Regions from separate parts of the Hordeum vulgare genome. Here region 1 is linked to region 2. A link is a contact called in public Hi-C data. All regions are on one chromosome and are shown on one strand. The core of a region is the stretch at or near the end of the contact, and the rest is flanking DNA. Distances in the headings are between cores, read along the strand shown.

Region 1 (4,167 bases), core at 25-2,524, 340 kb after region 2:
GGGATAAAGCTTTTTGTAAAAATAGACGATAAGTTTAGGTGCCATCACCCGCCTGTTTTTTAATGCACAAGTGTCTCGATCTGTTTTCAAAAGTCATTTGTTTTCCTTTTTAAACCAACCAAGAGTCCCTATCTTCTAATGTGGGCCAACAAACAAATTTGTTAAGGTTGTGTACAATTGATGTACATCATACTTCTGTAAAAACATAGTCCCACATTATTGCCTCACGGCAAATCCATCTATTTATATAGGTCTGCAAATTAAACTCAATAAGCCCCCTTAAGAATTAGCAAGAAAAACGAGTACACTTCTAAAAAAAAAATTATTGTTGTGAAAATGTGAACCTTTCAATTAATGGGAAAAAAGACCCACGAAACCTCCATGCTAATATATACTCCCTCCGTATAAAGTATAAGACATATTTTGGCACTATAATTCAAAACATTTCATGATTAATTTAGTGTCGATGACTTTCCCTAGTAATAGATACCAATTAATTTGTTCGTGTGTTATAAATTAATTTCAGACTCGACTAAGTAGACTTTTCATCGCTTGATAATACTAAACAAACAGAGTATAACATAAGTGGATTCAAATTCGATAGTGGACATTTTTTTGGGTCAATCGACTATACGAACAAGATTGTTTTTTCTGAATTAAATGAAGAATCCAAGCAATTGAACAGAGCAAGCAAGTTAAAATAAGCGAACATAAAACCTATTAGTGCAGAAGCCCCGTGAAGAGGTGTAAAAGTATACTGACAAAAGTTTTCTTCATGCTTGAATCAAGATTTTTCTATGTCTTCATGTCATAGAAGTCGCAGTTTTGAGATTATCTACAAAGCTCACACAAGTAACGTTATGTTGCTAAAATAAAAAAAAGTGACATCTTTTTCGAGTGTTACAAGGTAATCAAGATATTTGTAGTTTTACTTTTTGGTGAACAACTTTACTTTCACAATGTTTTTAAAGATGAAAGTTGTGATGCTTGTATGTGTTAAATATAAAAGACGACACATAATGGTAGAAGGTGCATGTTTTGTACTTCCTCCGTCTTAAAATAAATGACTTCAAAATGACTCAATTTTGTATTAATTTTAGTATAAAGTAATTTTTTTTTGAGTCACTTATTTTAGGATGGATGGAGTATTTTTTTGGCCTCTAGCAACGCAAGGGCATACATATACTAGTTAAGCCAACGGATCAGATGGACGCACAGGGTTCACCATACGGACACACGACGAGATCGAACGGCTGTCGTTGCTCCACAGGAGCACCATCAGCAAGCCGTCCACTCCGGAGCACAGCTCACCAGTCGCCGCCACTCCGGAGCCTCGGTCCCCCGATCAGCCATGGCGGACGAAACCCTCGCGGCCTCCCCCGCCTCGTTGCCAAAACCCTAAGCCCTATCCCACCGCCGAGTTACGCCACCCCAGTCCACACGTCGGGCGCGGCGGCCATGGGGCCCCGTCGAGACGGCGTCCGCTTCGTCTCCTCCGGCGTCAAGCTCCCGCGCGCCTGCCCGGCCCCTGCCCCGACGCACGCCCTGCTCTCCGCCGCGCTCCCCCCGTTCGCGCACATCGGCCGGGCCATCGACGCCGCCGCCCGCCGTGTCGCCGCGTCGTTCCCCCGCGTCCCGGCCGCGCGTGCCGAGACGCCGGCCGCGCCCTTGCCGCGGAGGCACGGGAAGGACGGCGGCGGGGGCGGGGGCGAGGAGCGGGTGCTCATCAGCGAGGTGGCGGTGCGCGGGAAGGACGGGGAGCCGCTGGAGAGGCCCGAGTTAGAGGAGGCGGCCGCCGCGGCCCTGCGCGCGTGCCGCCCCAATGCGGCGCTCACGGTGAGGGAGGTGCAGGAGGATGTGCACCGCGTGGTGGAGAGCGGGCTCTTCCGCTCCTGCATGCCAGTTGCCGTCGACACCCGCGACGGCATTCGCCTTGTCTTTGAGGTCAGGATTTTGCATGTTCCCCTATCCCTTTTCCATGGCTTATCTTTGGAGCTGAAGGCTGCGGAATTTGGGATGTTCTGTGGTTTAGGTGGAGCCGAACCAGGACTTCCATGGGCTGGTATGTGAGGGTGCCAACATGCTGCCTTCTAAGTTCCTAGATGACTCATTTCGCGACCGCCACGGTACTTGTTCTCATGTTTAAGAGTCTGTTACGTTAAATGTGGTTATTGATTTGTGTAACTTGGTGTATTGATTTACTTTGCACAATGCTACATGAACCAACACTACATGAACCCTAAATTCGTCTGGCAAAGAGATATCTAGAATGCATAAGAGAATCACCACCACCGTGCATATTTTATCACCTTTTTTGAGTTTTTTGGTCCTACTATGATATCACTAGATTGAACTGTGCAGCAAATGAAACACGCCTTTTATGTGGACTCACATGGTTCTTGTTCTTGGTTTAGTTCTGATCTTAAGACATGTTTTTCTACACTGCATAGAAATCTATGGTAAAATAGGTCCATCTACAGTGATATAATCTCTCGGTATCCTTTTGTTATAGAGAAAATTATGTAAAACTTTGGGAACTGAGCATACCTCAGTTTGGCGGGGGAGTGGGTGTACAATTCTACAACTTTGGTTCAAGTCCTCTCCACTTGAATTTTGGTTGTATATTTCTTCTTTAACAGAACTTTTAGTTTCTCCTGCATGTTTCTTCAAATTTCATTTCTCTAAAAGAAAGAGAAACAATTTTTTAACCTTAGTCTATTTTATTAGCTTCTATAAGATTTGTTCTTGAGACCTGTGTTTTGTGTTACATTATGCAGGGAAAATAATCAACATAAGACATTTAGATCAAGTGATTAAGTCCATTAACGGATGGTATCAGGAGCGCGGTCTTACTGGCATGGTAGGTGGGGAAAATAATTAATATAATCCATGTTCTACCATTGTGCATAATTTTTCGTTTTCTTCTATTTGGTGATGTGTTGCAATTTTTTGAGAACATTGCTGAAAATAGGCATCTGCTGCACTTCTCTTAAGGAACAAGTGAAGCGTTATATCTTCTTGGCCTTCTAGAGGCCTAGTACCACAAGACCTGAGTTGTCAATTTCTGTTTTTTTTTAATGTGCTTGCCATCATTTACATCTCACCTGTCACCAGTTCCAAATTGGGAGGGCATACCACATAGTTCTGTTTTACCGTGTTGTTTGTTACTTCCTGATTCCTGCTTTGTATATAGAACTTCATTGTCACACTATGCTTTTGATTCTACATGTTCTTAATTGTAACAAACTAGAAATATGACGTGAGAAAAATGTGAATGTGTGGGAGTTGCTAACCTGTTAGTTGTGTCTAGCAAACATTTAGGTGCCCACCATTTTTTTGGTAAAAAGCAACATCGTTTACAGTTTTAGCCAGTAAAAGAATATTTTATTGCTATAATGGTAAATCAATGAAGGCGCTTGATATGATTTCAGGTTTCATATGCTGAGATCCTTTCCGGAGGAATTCTAAGGCTGCAAGTTTCTGAAGCCGAGGTTAATAATATCAATATTCGCTTTCTGGATAGAAGAACGTGAGAATCATAGCTTGACTTAGTGAGATTCTCTTTGCTGATTCCTGTTTTATGGCCACGTATTATTCTGATCATTTGTATCTTCTTTCTCCTTCCATCTCTCTATCACTAGTGGTGAACCAACTACTGGAAAAACGAAACCAGAAACCATACTCCAGCAGCTGACCACCAAGAAGGGTCAGGTCAGAGTCTTTTAGAAGTTACCTGCTGTATTTGTGTTTTAATCTACTTTGGACACATTATTGATGATATTCATGAATGTTTATTTCAATTATGTCCTCGGTGCACAATTTTACATAGAATGATTTTATGAACAGTTCTCATGTCACGCTTGGCGATACGGTGATGTGCGTTTAAGTATTGTTAGTGTGGTCTAGAAGTTGCTATGTAAATACCATGACCAAAGCAAGTACTATTGTTAGAAGGATGTCAACAATAATACCAAGTGTGGTCGGAATCAGATCATGCTTGTATAGCTTTTGTGTATGTAGGCTTGGTTTGATGACAATTTGAAACTGCTGTCCTGTAGCCTTGATGCTGTAATGGACATCTTATTAGTGTTATTAATGATGGAAATAGGCATACAATAGAGCACAAGTGAAAAGAGATGTTGAAACGATACTCACTATGGGAATTAT
Region 2 (4,068 bases), core at 1,273-3,772:
TGTTGTTGTAGATTTTGTAAAACAGCCAATCTCCAGAAGGAGGAAGCATGGGCAGAACCATCGCGAACAGGAACACAGGAACTGAAAATAGGCAACTCCAAAGAAATTGGTTCCTGTAACTCATAATTTCATGGTGGCGTTCTACTTCTCTTTGCTTTGGTGGTGAGTACAAGCTGGCATTAAAGCATTTAGGGGGCTGTGCAGCATCCTGAATGCGCTGAATAAGTAATCTTGGACCAGTGACATCAGGGTCATATGCAACTGTAACTGTTTGACCCAATGTGTCCCATTCAACATTATTCACTCCCTCTACAGTTTCCAGTGCCGACTGAATGAGTTTGGTGTCTTCTGGAGAACTCACACCCTCAAGTTTTAGATGCATTTTGTTCACATCGTCCCCATAACTAATGAGATCGGCTCCAAATCCGGCATCCTCAATAGCCTCAATTAGTAAATCACGGCTGGTAATATTTGGATCAAAGTGCACCTTGGCTTCCTCTAGGGCAAGCCCCACTGCAGCTTTTTTAACTCCAGGTACCATCAGAAGTGCCCGTTCAATAGATTCAGAACAGCTTGTACATGCCATTCCTTTTATCCGGAGCCTGCATACGGCAATTTCTTGTTCTTGGAGTTCATCAACCTCAAAGTTGATATCCTCAATAGCTTCTTTTATGGTTCTTGCCTGTGAGAATAAGAATCTTAACTGAGAAAATATAGCAGATTATACCTACGGTGCAACATTTTCGTCATTACTTTGTGGAGAATGCATTAATGCAGACTAGAGTTTACTGAACTGAAAGTGCACGCTCATAAACAGAAATCTACTAGAAATGCTAGTAAAAAAAAGCATGGTATTACGAAAGAAAGGTCATATTGTTCCTCAAATTTGTATAAGAATATTTAAGCGAGGTATACTCATCGTGGAGATGATATAGTTCCTCGGCAATTCATTTATGAACTAAACTATCTGACAATGTTCGAATGTCCAATGATTGGGCAGTCGCCGCCAAGAGATTGGCCCACACCAACAAAAGGTAGTTAAAAAAGCTGGTGGTACACAGGTATGGACCTTAAAAATGAATGTCAAGGAAATCTGAAATCAAACATTTCCAGTTTACACTAAATACATGTGCAAATATGCCCCTAGTTCTTGTAGAAAAATTGATAGCTTGGATTAACAACAGGACACAAAGAAGCTACCATATGTACTTGGCATCCCTCTTTTTACCCCATCTATGAGAACCATTCAAATATTTCCATAGTGAGTACTAACTACCTCCATATTGAAAACACATTGATGAGAAAAGGAGCATCAGCTCAAGGAAATCTTACATCGGTCTCCTCGGGGCTGTACTGAACAACAGCCTGGCCCTGAAGGGTTGAGACCTGGATGCTCTCGACCCCCTTCAATCCTGCCACCACTGTCTCTATCGAGACGGCACAGGAACCGCACGACATGCCCCGGACATTGAACATGACCTTCCTCGTAGTCCTCTCCTTCCGCGGGGACACCCTGGCGGCGGCAGGAGAAGCGCCATCGCCCGCGTGCAAAAGCGGCTCCTTGAGATGGCTCTGTCCATTCCGCTCCATTCCTGTTCCAGAATTGGTCAGAACAAGATCATGACAGCAGCAGAGCATCAAGAACCCACGTCCATGTCACTCATCAGAACCTATTCATGGGGTGCAGTTACTGTGCTTATATCTATGTGATGGAGCGGCAGCAGCAATCTGCATTAGAAGCGCATCCTACGGTCTGGACAAATCATGAAGACGGTAAAATCAAGGTGCCTAGTGCTGACCAGAGCCGCTGCTTTCCCCCCCCACAATCTTCAGCCAAATAACGGCGTGTTAAATTCCGAAATATTTAGTTTGCTCGAGGATTTTTCACCCGTCATTCATGTACTTACTAGAAGATTTCGCTCCGCGCACAAACCAAACCAACTCCCGTGCAGGTTTGAAGTCTGGAAAACAAGCACCGCTGACGCGCGCGCAAACAGCTCGAGGCACCAAAATAAGAAAATAAAAAGTGGGGCGGCAACTCCACAGAAGCGCGTACCGTACCAGAGAGCGGAATCGAAAAGAAAAACCCACGAGACAAACAACCAAAAAGCTCAGCGGCGGCGGCGGTGGTTACCTCGTTATCCGGCGACGGAAGGGGCTGCAGAGGAGGCTGCGACGCGCTCTAGGGTTCGTCCGCACGAGCGCGCGCCTGTGGAGGGATCAGGGGACGGGAGGGAGGGGCGGGGAGGGTCTAGAAGACGCGGAGGCAGGCGCGGGAGGAGGCGGCGTGAAGCAGGCCGCCCGCGGCAAGAGGGGGAGGAGGAGGAGGAGGCGGCGACGAGGGCGAGGTGGCCGGGCACTCTGGCCGCCTCTGTCCTTGTTTGTTTGTTTTTGTGTAGTATAATTTTCGATTTGACGACTCGTTCGGATTTGCTGCGAATTTGGATGGGAATGCGGCGGCCTTTGCGGCTTTCCTTTGCGTTTGAGTTTCGAGTTTGATTTGGTTTTGGATTCCCTCGGTCGGGTCGTTGAATGGTGGCCATCGCTTTCGCCGCTGCTTTCCTATCCTCCGCCGTCGTGTTTTCTGGGTTTTGCCCGCCCGTCTTTTAAGTTTCGCACATATGCCCCTCCCTCCGAGACATCCGTACCTTTTCAATAGGTTTGGACTTTGGAGCCGGCCCGTACGTAGAAATCGTGACATTTCCGAGTACTATGATGAGCCGATCGGTTTCCCCGTTGACTTTGTGCGCATGGATCGGACATCCACCAACGTTTACTTTATCATTTTTTTTTTTTGAGAAATGCTTTATCATTCTTCTTGGCCTTTGTTTACAGGAAAAGGAGCCGGTCAAAACTCGTTATAAAACCAAAGCGGAATTGACATACAAATAAAACACATCTTTTTTTAAAAACGCCTTTGAGTACGAAATTGCACGGCATATTCCATGCGTTACTGGCGGCACGTACGATGCCTCTTTGTTCTACTATAAGTGTGTTTTTTGGCAGGGCATCCATCGGAAGAATCTTTTCAAGGTGACCTGCTTGCTGACACACGAACAACAACGGAACGGATTTGTCAAGATGACGGTGTGTTGGATTTGAAAGCAAACGTAGCGGTGGTAAATTTCTAGTTTGTTTCTTCATTAACAAAATCAGTTTAGTATGACACAGGGTTTTGACTGTTTCTCTTACTTGCATAATATTTACTTAGTAAATAAAATAAATCATTCATTGTTGTAAGCTAGTACTCACTTTCTTTTAAAATAGATGTCGCTGATTTAATATAACTGGGGTATTAGTTAATGGCGCTACTCTGCACCGGCGCAACGATTCCGCCGGTTAAACAACGCACGTACTATACGGTCTATAATAGCCGCAGGATTCCTTCTTCTCCAAACTGCTTTGCTAGTAAAAAAACATGGCGCCTGTGCATCGAGAGCAGTCTCGTGATCCCTAATACGTCAGCCAGCTCGCCGGCCGTCCACGTCGCCGCCAGCCGCCGCCCTCGTCACCGTCGGCTGACTCCTGACGGTTCCACAGGACACCGCCCTCGTCGCTGGTGGTCGACATCGCATCCCCGTCATCGCCTCGCCTCGTCATTTCCTCTCACCACAGGTTTTCCCCCCTGTCGGTCGTGGCCGCCGTCGGTCGCCGACGAGCTCCATGCCTGCAACACCCCGATGCTCGTCGTCGCTAAGGCCTCATGCCACTAGATGTAGCAAATTTGAACACTGGATTAGCAAATTTGGACAATGGATGTAGCAAAAAATTGTCGCTGGTAGCAAAAAAACAATACGGTTGCAACAAACAAAACGACGGATGTAGCAAATTTGTATAATGGTTGTAGCATTTTTCCATCATGGTTGTAGCTCGGCCATGCCAGCGGTTGTAGCAAAAAAGTAATACGGTTGCAACAAAACAGATTGACCGATGTAACAAATTTCTATAATGGTTGCAACATTTTTACATCATGGTTGCAACTCTGGCTACAACTCCCACGAACTTTGGTTGCAACTCTGACGGACCTGGTTGTAGCTTTTTTTATCAACGGTTGTACCTTTTTTTGGA

Evidence for each region. A called contact is a pair of places that touch in the nucleus more often than the background predicts.
Region 1: a contact with region 2 is called in a Hi-C map of leaf, with 5 times the contacts expected there. The contact joins the promoter of LOC123403085 here to the promoter of LOC123401671 in region 2. A contact is called at or near these places in 2 of 6 Hi-C or Micro-C datasets (leaf and seedling) and 1 of 1 datasets of contacts at active chromatin or transcription factors (embryo).

What each region holds. Positions count from the first base shown.
Region 1 is chr6H:148,021,209-148,025,375 of MorexV3_pseudomolecules_assembly, forward strand. LOC123403085 (outer envelope protein 80, chloroplastic) reads left to right here and starts at 1,275. Exons shown (of 16, transcript XM_045097056.1): 1 at 1,275-1,944; 2 at 2,033-2,126; 3 at 2,778-2,860; 4 at 3,432-3,529; 5 at 3,642-3,711; 6 at 4,109-4,167. The coding sequence starts at 1,459.
Region 2 is chr6H:147,682,551-147,686,618 of MorexV3_pseudomolecules_assembly, forward strand. It overlaps LOC123401671 (copper-transporting ATPase HMA4), which reads right to left and starts at 2,523. Exons shown (of 9, transcript XM_045095517.1): 1 at 2,135-2,523; 2 at 1,333-1,592; 3 at 1-682. The coding sequence starts at 1,590.